2 separate regions of the Macaca mulatta genome follow, and region 2 is linked to region 1. A link is a contact called in public Hi-C data. All regions are on one chromosome and are shown on one strand. The core of a region is the stretch at or near the end of the contact, and the rest is flanking DNA. Distances in the headings are between cores, read along the strand shown. Region 1 holds the start of ATP6V0E1 (ATPase H+ transporting V0 subunit e1). Region 2 holds the start of CREBRF (CREB3 regulatory factor).

The links. Hi-C and Micro-C count contacts between places; a contact is called where the count stands out from the background.
Region 2: a Hi-C map of CD4 T cells shows a contact between it and region 1, with 3 times the contacts expected there. The contact joins the promoter of CREBRF here to the promoter of ATP6V0E1 in region 1. A contact is called at or near these places in 6 of 14 Hi-C or Micro-C datasets (CD4 T cells, blood, cortical neurons and 3 more).

Annotation. Positions count from the first base shown.
Region 1 is chr6:181,865,147-181,872,596 of T2T-MMU8v2.0, forward strand. It overlaps ATP6V0E1 (ATPase H+ transporting V0 subunit e1), which reads left to right and starts at 1,989. Exons shown (of 4, transcript NM_001261126.1): 1 at 1,989-2,167. The coding sequence starts at 2,064.
Region 2 is chr6:181,934,581-181,942,094 of T2T-MMU8v2.0, forward strand. It overlaps CREBRF (CREB3 regulatory factor), which reads left to right and starts at 2,578. Exons shown (of 9, transcript XM_077937450.1): 1 at 2,578-2,705.

The DNA of each region.
Region 1 (7,450 bases), core at 739-3,238:
GGCTTAGAATCATGTCTGAAAAGTTGGTGCAGATGTTGAAGATTATTGGTCCAGTTTCCCATTTAATAACAGGAATCCATTCTACTTGATGAAAGAAATCAGGAGGTAACGCAATATGGCTATTGCAAGGAAACCATGGTCCCTGGTAAAGCACATTGCATTTATAGACCTGCTTTCTATCTTGCTTTCATCTGTAAGCTTTATCATCAAGCTCCTCAACCTCTCTGAGAACTGGCTTCCTTGTCTATTCCAAGCTTGGCGCATACTATAACTAACATGTGAAAATTCTCAGCAAGTGTTATAAGCCCTGTTTATCAGCTCAGCACGGTGGCTTATGCCAGTAATTGCAGCACTTTGGGAGGCTGAGGTGAAGGATCTCTTCAGGCCAGGAGTTTAAGACCTGCCGGGGCAACATAGCGAGGCTCTCTCTCTACAAAAAATTTTTAAAATTAGCCAGGTGTGGTGGTGCACACCTGTAGTCCCAGCTCCTCAGGAGGCTGAGGCAGAAGGATGGCTTGAGCCCAGGAGTTCCAGGCTGCAGTGAGCTATGGAGCACCACTGCACTTCAGCCTGGGTGACAGAGCAGGGCCCTGTCTCAAAAAAAAAAAAAAAAAAACAAAAGCAAACAAAACTGTTTTACTTTTTTGTTTTGTTTTTTTGAGGCAGAGTCTCACTCTGTTGCCCAGGCTGGAGTGCAGTGGTACAATCTCAGCTCACTGTAACCTCTGCCTCCCAGGGGTTCAAGCGATTCTCGTTCCTCAGCCTCCTGAGTGGCTGGGACTGCAGGTGCATACCTGGCCAATTTTTGTATTTTTAGTAGAGATGGGATTTCACCATGTTGCCCAGGCTGGTCTCGAACTACTGACCTCAGGTGATCTGCCCGCCTCATCCTCCTGAAGTGCTGGCATTACAGGTGTGAGCCACCACGAATGACCTGTTTTTCTTCTTACTATTCTGGCTAATTTCTACTTGTCTTTCAAGGCTCAGCGAGGACTAGTTGGGTGGAAAGCCTTGCAGGGTCGTCCACTTACTTTCACACGCATTGAGTGGCCTGTTTGCAAGGCCATCTGCTCCCCAGAATGTGAACTCCCTCAGGGGTGCCTGATTGACTTCTGTAACTCCAGAACCTGGCACAATGCACAAGATAAACAGTGGTGCACTAGTTAAGAGCTCTGGCCTTGAAAATCAGATCATCAGGGGTTGAATCCTGGCCTTGCCACTTACTATGTGACTTTGGGCAAGATCCTTAGTCTCCTCCCTGGGCCTCAGTTTCTTCAACTGCAAAGTGGGAATAATAATTACAATTACCTCATAGGCTGAAGTAAGGAGTTCAACACAGGTTCATGCACTTTCTTTTTTTCTTTTGAGACAGAGTCTTGCTCTGTCACCCAGGCTGGAGTGCAGTGGCAGGATCTCAGCTCTCTGCAACCTCCACTTCCCGAGGGTTCAAGCGATTCTCCTGCCTCAGCCTCCTGAGTACTGGGACCACAGGCGTGCGCCACCACACCCGGCTAATTTTTGTATTTTAGTAGACAGGGTTACACCATGTTGGCCAGGCTGGTCTCGAACTCCTGACCTCAAGTGATCCGCCTGCCTCAACCTCCCAAAGTGCTGGGATTACAGGCGTGAGCCCCCGCCCCCGGCCTTGGGTTCATGAACTTAAAGATCATGACCCAATGCCAGGCACACGGGAATTCAGAATAGTAATACAGAACTATTGTTAAGTTCTCTATGTCTGTTGCATAAGTAGACGAGGCTGTAAATAACTACACTCTTTGTCTAAAAGGGCCAAGTTCGCATCAGAACACTTTCCTGAGCCCGTGGTGACCGAACCCCTGGCTCTGGGGTGAGCGACATGCCTCTAAGGAGCTGCAGCCAGGAGACAGCCAGGCGAAGGCGGGGCTCTGCCTCCGGGCTCCTCGAGGGGCGGAGGCCGGCGCGCAGGTCACGTAGGGGCGCGGGAGGCGGGGCCTGCGCACGCTGGTCACGTGGTCAGCTATTGACACTTCCTGGTGGGATCCGAGTGAGGCGGCGGGGTAGGGGCAGGCGCTCAGGCGGTGACCATGGCGTATCAAGGCCTCACGGTGCCTCTCATTGTGATGAGCGTGTTCTGGGGCTTCGTCGGCTTCTTGGTGCCTTGGTTCATCCCTAAGGGTCCTAACCGGGGGTAAGTGCACGAGGCCCGCCTTGGGAGGAACGCGCGGTGAGGAGCGAGCAGGCCGGGGCGGGGGAAAGCACGATCCCCACACGGGTCAGAGAACGTTGCATGGGCGCCCCCCGCGCTGCAGAGTCAGGCCCTCGCCCCGGCGGAACTCTTTGTGTTCCTTTTCGCAGCAGCTTCAGTGTCCTCCGGCCTGAGCGAGTGGAGGGTGACCTTTGGTGGACCTTCCTTGGAAACGAGTTTCAGGGGAATTTTTTTCTCATCATAGTCCTGTGTGGGGAGGTGCAGTCGGAAATGAGCAGGCCGAATCTGGGAGACACTGGGGCTTGTCCCCAGTCGACTCTTCCCCCTTTAGCCCTGCCTTCCACCCACATGAGGCCTCGTTTGCCTGAACTTAAGGATCAAATAAATAAAACAGAAATTGCCCCCCTGCCTCCCATGCTGTTGCGTACAGAACAAGCTCGTTGGACGACATTGAGCCCAGGCTTGCATCTAGTGGGCTCCAGGAGGCGGTTGGGGCCTGATCTAAAGCGAGATTAATTACCAAAGAGCAGGAGGTATTGTTGAGAAAGCTGCGTCATACCTTTTGGAGGGCGCTCCGGCCCTTGTATGTGAGTGTGAGAAATCCTTAGAATGATTGGCTAGGAAAGATTTTTTTTTTTTTTCAGACTTCTTTGTTGGATAGAGCTTTGTCTATTTTGGAATTAAACTTTTTAACCGTAGTATAAAATGAGCCTTAATCTTCAAAGGAGCCTTGGAACGCCCTCTTTCTGGTTCCTCTTTTGCTTTTTAGTCATTTTTTTCTCAGTTCAAGATGATGAGAGGTGAAACTTCGACTGAAGTCAGTTTGTCAGAAACACCATCTCTTGCTTTATTCCTTCAACTTAATTGGTGGCTTCATAGTGCCTGGTTTTCACAGTACCTTGTATGCACAGGAGGCACCCAGTAAATACCTGTTGAGTGGATAGTTCTACTGTCTTTATTAAAAGAAAAAGATTTGTGGCCGGGCGCGGTGGCTCACGCCTGTAGTCCTAGCACTTTGGGAGGCCGAGGCGGGCGGATCACCAGGTCAGGAGATCGAGACCAGTCTGGCTAAGATGGTGAAACCCCGTCTCTACTAAAAATACAAAAAATTAGCCGGGCGTGGTGGCGGGCGCCTGTAGTCCCAGCTACTTGGGAGGCTGAGGCCAGAGAATGGCGTGAACCCGGGAGGCGGAGCTTGCAGTGAGCAGAGATCACTGCACTGCACTCCAGCCTGGGTGACAGCAAGACTCCGTCTCAAAAAAAGAAAAAGAAAAAGATTTTTATTACTTCCCTAGTATTTTGTGACCTTAACCCCTTTTGCTACCTGGAATACATTTGCTTTATTAGTTTAAAATTATATTTTTTTTAAGAAAAGAAACATGGTAGGTGAATTTTTATCGTTTTTAAGTATCAAGTTCCTCCTCCCTGGTAACACCACCTATATGGGATCATCTCCCCTACCTATAGAGGTTGATGAACAGAGTCAGAATTCTGGCATTATTAAAGCAATTGTATTAACCAAATTTAATTAGACTTGTTTTTGCTACTGGAGTTAGAGAACAACAAAGTGCTGCTTTGATAGCAGTGACAATTCCTTTCTTAAAGAGCACTCTCTCGCCTTCCTTTGGATGTCATTGCCATTATCCAGGGTAATGAAATCCATCCTATTTCCACTCAGTTTCTAGCCCTAGTGAGTGTCATGATTCAGGTATTTGACCAGCTAGTGATATATAGACATGTGTCACTTAACAAAAGGGATACGTTTGAGAAATGTGTTAGTAGGGCTTTTGTGTGAACATCAAAGAGTTTACTTATGCAAACAGATGGTACAGCCTACTACGCACCTAGGCTATATGGTAGAACCTGTTGCTTCTAGGCTTCACACCTGTACAGCATGTTACTGTCCTTAAATACTGTATAGGCAAATGTAACACAATGATATGGAGCTTGCAGGACTGGAAGTTGCTGTGGGTGAGTCAGTGACTGGTGAGTGAATGTGAAGAACCAGGACATTGCTGTACACTGTGATGGACTTTGGAAACACTGTACACTTAGGCTACATGAAATTTCTGAAAACATGTTTTTCTTTCTTCAAAAATAAATTAACCTTAGCTTCCTGTAACTTTTTTACTTAAACTTTCGAATTCTTTTTAACTTTTCGACTCTTTTGTACTAACTTGGCTTAAAACACAAGCAAGGCTGGGCAGGGTGGCTCACACTTATCATATGCAGCACTTTGGGAAGCCAGACAAGAGGATTGCTTGAGGCCCGCCTGGGCAACATAGCGAGACCCTATCTCTCAAAAAAATTTTTTTAAATTAGTTGGACATGGTGTTGCACACCTGTGGTCCTAGCTATTGGGGAGGCCGAGTGAGGAGGAGTGTTTGAGATCAGGAGTTCCAGGATGCAGTATGATCACACTATTGTACTCCAGCCTGGGCAACAGTGAGACCCTGTCTCTTCAAAAACGAAACAAGACCAGTGGCAGAGTCTGGGGAAGAGGCTGCAGGCACCATGTCCACCTTCATAGATGGCAGGAAGAAGCCCCTGAAACAGCCCAAGAAGCATTTTGAGACAGAGTCTCACTCTGTTGCCAGGCTGGAGTGCAGTGGCATGATATCGGCTCACTGCAACCTCCGCCTCCCGGGTTCAAGCAATTCTCCTGCCTCAGCCTCCCGAGTAGCTGGGTTTACAGGCGCGCACCACCATGCCCAACTAATTTTTGTATTTTTAGTAGAGACGGGGTTTCACCATGTTGGCCAGGATGGTCTGGATCTCTTGACCTCCCAAAGTGTTGGGATTACAGGCATGAGCCACCACTCCCGGCTGGAAGATACGTTTTTTAAACAAAAAGAGGAGCAGAAGAAACTGGAGGAGCCGAAAGTGAAGGCCATGGGGAAGGGGCCCCTGGTCATAGGCGGAATTAAGAAATCTGGGAAAAAATAAACTGTTCCATGTGCCTGAAGTGATCGATGGTGACCCTTGATTCTATTTGTATTTAAACATCTGGATTCCCAGCTATAACTTTTTTTTTTTTTTTTTGAGGCGGACACTCACTCTGTTGTCCAGGCTGGAGTGCAGTGGCACGATCTTGGCTCACGGCAACCTCTGCCTGCCGGATTCAAGCAATTCTCCTGCCTCAGCCTCCCGAGTAGCTGGGATTACAGGTGCCCACCACCATGCCTGGCTAATTTTTGTGGTTTTGGTAGAGAAGGGGTTTCACCATGTTGGCCAGGCTGGTCTCAAACTCCTGACCTCAGGTGATCCACCTGCCTCAGCCTCCCAAAATGCTGGGACTACAGGTGTGAGCTGCCACACCCGGCCCCCTGCCATAACATCTTTGCCACCTATACTTAGAATAAAGTGTTATCTTGGAGCCTGTTGTACATTGTAAAAAGAGTAAACTTTTGAAAACAACACACAGACACATTGTACAGCTGTATAATTTTTTTTTTTTTTTAAGAGACCGAGAGTCTCACTTTGTCACCCAGGCTGGAGTGCAGTGGCTCCATCATAGCTCACTGCAGCCTTAAACTCCAAGGCTCAAGGGATCCGTCCACCTCAGCCTCCCCACTAGCTAGTACTACAGGCATGCACCACTACACTCAGCTAATTTGTTGTTGTTGTTTTGAGACAGGGTCTCTCTTTGTTGCCCAGGCTGGTCTCCAACTCTTAGCCTCAAGCAGTCCTCCCACCTTGGCCTCCCAAAGTGCTAGGGTTACAGGCATAAGCCACCTCACCTGATCTGTTTTCTTTCTTTATATCCTATCCTTTAAGTTTTTTTCCATTTATATATTTTTTAACTTTTTAAACTTTTTTGTTAAAAACTAAAACACAAACACATTATTCTAGGCCTAAACAGGCTCAGGATCATCAAGATGTCACTAGATGATAAGAATGTTTCAGCTCCATTATCATCTTATGGGACCACCTGTCTTTATGCAGCATTCATTGACTGAAAGGTCATGAATTGACTGAAAGCTCAATTGCCAAGTGCCTGTATTATCTGGGTCCATTCACAGCCTCTGCTGCAGTCCTTGCTTTTCCTGCTCTTGGCTGGATTGAGCAGGTCTTGAAACAGTGTCCCCGCCCCCCCCCCCAAGAAGAGTTGCTGTAATACATTTTGAGAAACACTGCACCTAGGCAGATGATGCCTGTGACCTTGAACAATTTAGTTAACTTTTCCATGTTCCCATTTCCTTATTTTAAAATGGAAATATGCTTTTCTGTAGGGATTTTTTTAAAAAGGAAATATTAGTGCACAGTTTAGTTAACTTTTCCATGTTCCCATTTCCTCATTTTAAAATGGAAATATGCTTTTCTGTGGGGATTTTTTTAAAAAGGAAATATTAATGCTGAATTAGTACTAGTTCCCCTTTACCTCTTGAAAATACTGCAAATCAAATTTTTCAGGATAGATGAAGGAGCTGAAGTGCTTCACACTATGGTGAGTTGTTTTTGGGGTTTTTTTTGAGACAGAGTCTTGCTCTGTTGCCCAGTCTGGAGTGCGGTAGTGAGATCTCGGCTCACTGAAACCTCCGCCTCCCAGGTTCGAGCGCTTCTCATGCCTCAGCCTCCTGAGTAGCTGGGACTAAAGGCGCATGTCACCACGCTTGACTAATTTTTGTATTTTTAGTAGAGATGGGGTTTCGCCATGTTGGCCAGGCTGTTCCCGGACTTTTGGCCTCAAGTAATCCACTCGCCTCGGCCTCCCGACGTGCTGGGATAACAGGCTCGAGCCACTGCATCTAGCTTGTGGTGAATTTTTAATACAGGGGAGCATTTCTGATTTAACTGATCAAAAATATCTTCAAAAAAATAAAAATGGGCCTGACATGGTGGCTCACACCGGCACTTTGGGAGGCCAAGGTGGGAGGATCACTTGAAGCCAGGAAATAGAGACCAAGCCTGGTTGATAAAGCAAGACTTAGTGTCTACAAAAACAAATTTTAAAAAAAATTATCTAGGCATGGTGGTGTAAACCTGTGGTCCCAGCTACTCAGGAGGCTGGGTGGGTGGATTATTTGAGCCCAGGAGGTTGAGGCTGCAGTGAGTATGATCATGCCAGTGCATTCTAGCCTAGGCAACAGAGTGAGACCCCATCCCTTAAAAAAAATTCCCTTCTGCCCTTTCTTTTACCTGCCTCATCAGGTCCTATAACCTCCTAATTACCCAGCTTTCAGCATTCTGGTGTGTAGGGGTCTCTTGAGGAAGACAATTTAACGTCAGATACGCCTCTGTTTTTCTCCCTTCTTTCCTCCTCAC
Region 2 (7,514 bases), core at 1,328-3,827, 70 kb after region 1:
TGCCTGCACATACAAAGGATACCTCTGGAAGAAGACACAGCATGTGGGTAACTGTGGTTCCCTCTGAGAAGGGAAAATGAGTAGCCAAGAAACAGGAACAGGACAGAGACTTAATATTCACTGAATACTTTTTTGTGCCTTTTGAATTTTGTACCGTGTATATATGTTAGCTAATCGAAAATAAAAAAATTACTTTAAGAATGAAAAGGAGTTAAGTATCTATTGCTTTGTTTCCCCCCATTGTATCATATTTGTGTAAAGCGTGTTTTTTCTGACTCATGCTATTCCGGAATGTAAATTATTCCGCAGGAGCCAGGTTAAACACTTTGAAAGTGGTGATGCCAGTTGGTTACTACTTTGTGGCTAGAACAAGAAGCCAATGATATTAGAGAGTTCCAACTTCCTGCCAACTTTGACTGTGACAGAATCTGGCAGGATAAAACCCAGAGAAACACAAATCAATTCAGAGCCAGTGATTTCATTCATTTCGGAGCAGGATATAGTAATTAACAAACCTTGATGGAAAGGTCTCCTTTAGCCAAAACCTCATCCTTTCCAAGACAACGGAAGAGGGAAAGGTGGGAATCCAATGTGATTCACTAGTAAACACCTTCAGTGGGCCGAGTCTCACACTAGGAGATAAACCTGGCTACCCACTGACCCCAAGGAACTGCCCGGTAGAGGAGATGAGCATGCCTGTGTCCAGAGGGCAGTGTATCAATGGAAGGTCTAATCATCTCCTGGAGCCTTTTCAAATATAGTATTACAAAAGAGGATGGTCTGTGATGTACGCCGGGGAGATTTAATGCATGAATCTCACGTGAATGAGTCAAGGGAACTTGGCTCAAACGTCCCAAGCTAGTTTTTCTCTTTTTCAATTTTAAATTCCAGTTGATGTGGAAAATTAGAATGTGGTGTGTGTTAGACTTAAAAAAATTATAATCCAGGTACTCACTGTGCAGTAGGGGAAATCCTCATTCCTTCATTGGGCATGGAGGCCCTACTATGTGGTTGGTATTGTGGGGGCTACAGAGATTTATGCTTTTACTTTCCTGTTAGGTATCTACATATAGCTATCTATTAATTTTGTGTACAGAAGTATTATTTTAGTGGCTGTTAACCTGCTAAAGTCTAAAGTTATCTGTACTTGCTATTTAGTCTACAGTACATCTTCCAAATGATGCCCTTAAACAATTTAATAATTCAACTATTCATTAAGTGCTTACTATATGCCAGGCACTCTGATAAGTGCTTTATATGAATTATTTCACTTAGTTCTCATATCAACCCCAGAAAGTACTAACGGAGGAGGAAATTGAGCTTCACAGAGGTTAATTTGTGTTGCTTTACACGTGGTGAAACAAGCATTCAAATCCAGACTATTCATTCAACCAGTGTGCAATGACTGGCTATGTGCCAGGCATGGAAGGTACAGGATAAACACTGCCCAGTCCCTGCTCTCCTGATGATTATGATCTGTGCGTCTTTTTCATTCCAAAGTCCATGGTTTTGACAACAACACTATACTACTTCTCAAAATCTGTGCAAAAGGGAGTCACATTTTCAAAGGCGATTCCTCCCGACAGAAACCTGGGCAGGCGTCTTTATTCCCCAATCCTCCTTTCCCTATGCTTACTAAAATCAAATTTCTGTTGTGTGTTCGTATCAATTCCGTGCCTTTAAGATGTATAAAAAGCATCTGGAAGAATAGGCTGTGATAAAAGACAAGGGCTCCAGCCCTAGCTAGTTCACTTACTAGCCGCCTGACCTCCCGCAAGCGACTTAACTCCTCTCAGCCTTAATTTTCCTGTCTGAAAAATGGATATATTACTACTGCATGTGCTTGCAGGGAAAACTAATTGAGACGATAAGCCCACCATATAGTACTCGTTCAATAAAGGGACGCTGTTGTTATTAAGAGGATCAGGAAGTGCAAGAAAACCTCAGGACCATGTGTCACGGAGGCTTGTCTAGGCGCTTCTGTAATAGTGGCATTCTGTTCGTGCAGTCGTATACCGGTCTCTCTCTTCAAAGGTGCACGCAGTCTGATTGATCCCTGTGTCTCGGAATCCGTGCTAAATATTGAGTCGGTGAATGAATGAACGAACGACAAAAGGTAAGGTTTGTCTCTCAATTAAGACGTTCAGATGGGGAGGCGGTCCATCACCCAGGTCATCGATACAATCCCCCTACTAATGAAGTTAGTTACTTCAAGTTTCAGTGAACTTAAACTACAAAATGGGCAAACGGACACCTCAGATCTCACAGCGCAGTACTGAGATCTGATAAAACGCTGGATTTCAAGCCTTTGTAAAAGGAACATCCTCTCCCAACCTGGGCGTGCTGCCGGGTATCGGAGACGTCCCCGCCCACACTGCAGAGGCCGGCGCCGAGCCCCCGCTCCGCCCTCTCTTCCTGGTTTTTCCCGGCAACCCGCCCCTCCGGCGACACGTGACAGGGGTGCCCGGCCGGACCCAGCCCCTGATTGGCCGGGCTGTGGAACGCCTCGCGATTGGCCCGAGGCCGGCGGGCCCCCGCCTCCCTCCTCCTCCTCGCCGCGGCCCACGTGAGGGGGGCGAGTCACGCGATTTCCGGGAACCCGTCAGGAAGGACATAAACAAAACAAACCCGAGGCAGCATGGAGAGGGGCCGTGGCCCCTGCAGCGGAACCGGACCCAGTCCCTGAGCCGCCCCTACACCCACAGGTGAGCGCCGCCACCCGCTGCCCGGAGCCCCCAGGGGCCTGGGCTGGGGGACGAGCGGAGCGGGGGGCAGAGGGCCGCTTGCCTAGGCGGCAGCAGCGCTGGGGCTCTGGGCCGGGCCGGCGCGGGGCGGGGGCCGGGACCACGGCCGAGTGCGAGGGCGCGCGGGCCTTAGGCCACCGCCTGCGGGTCACGGGGGCTCCGCTCCCCTCCCCCACCCCCGGCCCGGGACGGTTACATAAAAGCGCGGGGCGGCGGTAGATGGGACACGCGGGCGGGCAGTAGGTTAGGCCGGGGGTGGGCAGCGCCGGGCGTCTGTCCTGCCGGGCCGCCCGGCCCTTCCCCGCTGCCTCCGAGCCCGGGGCCGCTGCTGCCGGCAGTCGGCCTGTCAGAGAAGAGAGCGGGTGGGAGGGGCCCGAGAGGGGAGGGGAGGCTAGACTGGCGGGGGAGGAGGGGAGAGAGGGGCGTGTGAGGAAGGGCCGGGGCCGCGGAGGTTGGATCCAGGCTGGCAGGAGATGAAGAGGCGCGGGCTGGGGGTAGGGGGGGTCCAAGCAGGGCGTCTCGGGGGTAGCCGCTCCCCCTTCTGTCCCCGCCTCGGAGGCGACGGGCGAGAGGGGCCTCCCTCCCGGGATTTGTTTATATGTCTTCTCAAAGCAGCTTGAAGCGGCTCAGGGGCGGAGCCCTCGGAGCTGAGTGGCAGGCTCTGGTGTCCAATGGACCGGGCCGATGGAGACTTCTGCACCAATGGGCGTGGGGGAGGCGGTGCCGCGGGGGCCACCAACTGGTTAGGCTGTGCCGGAGGTGGGCCGGGCGGGGCGGCCATGTTAGATGGGAGGGGACCAGTGGTGGTGGGTCACTGAGAGGGGAGGAGACAGGGCAAAGGGCGAGGGAGCCGGGCCGGGGTGTTTCGGGTGTCCGAAGGCGAGTCCGATCGGACCAGGAAGTAGCTCAGGGGAGCCTGACCCCGACCCGCCTTTCTCCTCACACGAGCTGAGGAGGCAGGGAAGTACCGAGGGCAGTCAAGCCTCCCCTGGGGGTGGTTCCTGGGACTAGATGGAGCTCAGTCTCTGGATTCTCCCTCTTTCTTGGCCCTATGCTTCCTGACAGACCTGGCCGCCAAACCCTGTAATCGCCCTCCTGTTAACCCAAGAAAGCAAATCTTTCTGCCGTTTCTGAGCTGGCTTGAGCCTTAAGACTACCTTAAGGAGGTACTTGGATAAATAGCGGTCTGAATTTCTGTACCAGGCCTCAGATAAGAGACAGGGAGTGAGGGGGAAGTTTTGCTTTTCTCAATTTTATAAAAGAAAACGGGACTAGAAAAGCTGAGAAAGTTGAGGGCTGGGCGGGGTTTCTCTTCCCGCCCCCCCCATCAGGATGCCTTTTAAAGATTAGGCCCCGTGCTTGTCCTAGTCTTAGTAGTAATTTGCCCCTCTTGCTAACATAAGTTGGTAGCCCACATTAATCAGCTTCTTGAGAAAACTGAGCCCAGAGAAAGTTATTTAGTTTCGAAGGTTCTTTAGGACTTTCTCTTGCGAATAGCCTGCAGGTGAAAAATAGGATCAAGGCCTGGAATTTCTTTTCTTTCTTTCTTTTTTTTTTTTAAAAAAAGCAGAAAACAAGACTTCTGTGTAAATCTTGTGATCTGTCGTAAACTAGTTGTCACTTGATTGTACTTTTAAATATCTTTAATCTTTTAATCCAAAATAGCTAGGATATACACCAGAGGCAGGGGAAAATGGTATGAATAATTTGAAAATAACTTATTTTAATGTATTATGATTATTTTGGCATCCTTTTGGCCTTGTTAAATGCTTAATTTAGGCTTGTGTTTACATCGGATTACAACCTGTGGCTACATTGGTATTGTCAATGGTACCAAACTATTGATGCATCTTTGGTTAAGTACTTAGGCGTAGGAACATGCCTTGGATAGATCGTGCAGGGGCTAATCAAGAGTTAGCTGTATTAAGAATTTGCTTTATCTTCTATTTTATTAGCTGGAGAAAAAGAATAATTGGTAAATGATTCATCAATTTTTTTTTTTTTTTTTTTTTTTTTTTTTGAGACGGAGTCTCGCTCTCGCCCAGGCTGGAGTGCAGTGGCGCCATCTTGGCTCACTGCAAGCTCGGCCTCCCGGGTTCACACCATTCTCCTGCCTCAGCCTCTGGAGTAGCTGGGACTACAGGCGCCCGCCATCACGCCCGGCTAATTTTTTTGTATTTTTAGTAGAGACGCGGTTTCACCGTGGTAGCCAGGATGGTCTTGATCTCCGAATCTCGTGATCCAGCTGCTTCGGCCTCCCAAAGTGCTGGGATTACAGGCGTGAGCCACCGCGCCCAGGCTTTTTTTTTTTTTTTTTTTTTTTTTTTTTGAGATGGAGTCTCCCTCTGTCGCCCAGTCTGGAGTGCAGTGGCACGATCTCGGCTCACTGCAACCTCTGCCTGCCAGGTTCAGGCAATTCTCCTGCCTCAGCCTCCCCAGTAGCTGGGACTACAGGTGCGTGCCACCATGCCCGGCTAATTTTTTGTATTTTTTTTTTTTTTTTTTAGTGACAGAGTCTCGCTCTGTCGCCCAGGCTGGAGTGTAGTGGCGCGATGTCGGCTCACTGCAAGCTCCGCCTTCCAGGTTCACGCCATTCTCCTGCCTCAGCCTCCTGAGTAGCTAGAATTACAGGCGCCCGCTGCCACGCCCAGCTAATTTTTTTTTGTATTTTTTAGTAGAGACGGGGTTTCACCGTGTTAGCCAGGATGGTCTTCATCTCCTGACCTTGTGATCCGCCCGCCTCGGCCTCCCAAAGTACTGGGATTACAGGCGTGAGCCACCGCGCCCGGCCTGTATTTTTAATAGAGACGGGGTTTCACCATGCTGGTCAGGCTAGTCTCGAACTTCTGGCCTCAGGTGATCCACCCATCTCGGCTTCCAAAGTGCTGGGATTAGAGGTGTGAGCTACTGCGCCTGGCCTGATTCATCAGTTTTTGTAGTTCTTTGGCATGACTGACTCGGTTCTGTTAATAATGATACATGAAAACATCCCTGATTATTTGATAAACTTGAGTTGTTAAGTATAACTTTTGGGGTCAATAAGGGTATTAGCTTATTTATCAGTTCTTATTTTTTTCTTTTTTTTTTTTTTTTTTTATGGGAGACGGAGTTTCCCTCTTGTCGCCCAGGCTGGAGTGCAGCGGGAAGATCTCGGCTCACTGCAATCTCCGCCTCCCGGGTTCAAGCAATTCTCCTGCCTCACCCTCCCCAGTAGCTGGGACTACAGGTGTGTGCCACCATGCCCAGCTAATTTTTTGTATTTTTAATAGAGACGGGGTTTCACCATGCTGGTCAGGCTGGTCTTGAACTTCTGGCCTCAGGTGATCCACCCACCTCGGCTTCCAAAGTGCTGGGATTACAGGCGTGAGCTACTGCGCCTGGCCTGATTCATCAATTTTTGTAGTTCTTTGGCATGACTGACTCAGTTCTGTTACTAATGATACATGAAAACATCCCTGATTATTTGATAAACTTGAGTTGTTAAGTATAACTTTTGGGGTCAATAAGGGTATTAGCTTATTTACCAGTTCTTATTTTTCTTTTCTTTTTTTTTTTTTCCGAGTTTTGCTCTTGTCACCCAGGCCGGGGTGCAGTGGGAAGATCTCGGCTCACTGCAATCTTTGCCTCCCCGGTTCAAGCAATTCTGCCTAGCCTCCCGAATAGCTGGGATTACAGGTGCCCGCCACCACACCCGGCTAATTTTGTATTTTTAGTAGAGACGGGGTTTCACCATGTTGGCCAGGCTGGTCTTGAACTCCTGACCTCAGGTGATCTGCCCGCCTTGGCCTCGCAAAGATTACAGGCGTGAGCCACCACGCCTGGCCTGTCAGTTCTTATTTTATCAGGTGGCATTGTGTTGCTTTTGAAACCTTAGCCCTTACAATGCCCTAGTTTAACAGAGAAGTATAGTGAAAATTAAAATAAAAATTTTATTGATACCTAGAATTTTCATTGATACCTAGAATATTCCAGGCAGTTTTCATTGTTGCATTGGTTGATAAAGTCAATCAATTAGCATTGCTTATATAATGCTCTCTTATTCTGAGAATGGCAAATAGATGCAATAGAACTTATTTGGGTATAATTCCTTCATATGACTGGTATATCAGCTTTGGGATTTTTATGTTCATAAACATAGAAGAGGTTAAATACTTCCAGAAGAGAGTCTGGATGCTCGATTTACCATCATTCTCTGTCTGTCATGGCAGGTGAAAGCAAACTTTTATATAGACAATGTTCTACTTAGTTTACAGGGTGGATGTGTGTGGGTTCTAGGATACTAGTGTGAGACGTAAAGGAATAACTAGCATGGTTCCTGGTGGTGGTTAACTAAATACAAGTGACGAGTACAGTAAGTTTGTGTATTGATTCTATTAATGTAACTCAGTTTTTAAAAGATAAAGAGCTAAAATCACTGTTTGCTTTTAAAGCTTAATTTTCGGTCAAGATCGGCATTTATATATTTATTTAAAAAGTACATATATATATTTTTTTGAGACGGAGTCTAACTCCGTCGCCCAGGCTGGAGTGTGGTGGCATGATCCTGGCCCACTGCAACCTCCGTTTCCTGGGTTCAAGCGATTATTCTGCCTCAGCCTCCTGAATAGCTAGGATTACAGGCGTACCCCGCTATGCCCAGCTGATTTTTGTATTTTCAGTAGAGACAGAGTTTCACCAAGTTGGCCAGGCTGGTCTTGAACTCCTGATCTTAAATGATCTGCCTGCAGTGGCCTCCCAAAGTGCTGGGATTACAGGTATGAGCCACTGTGG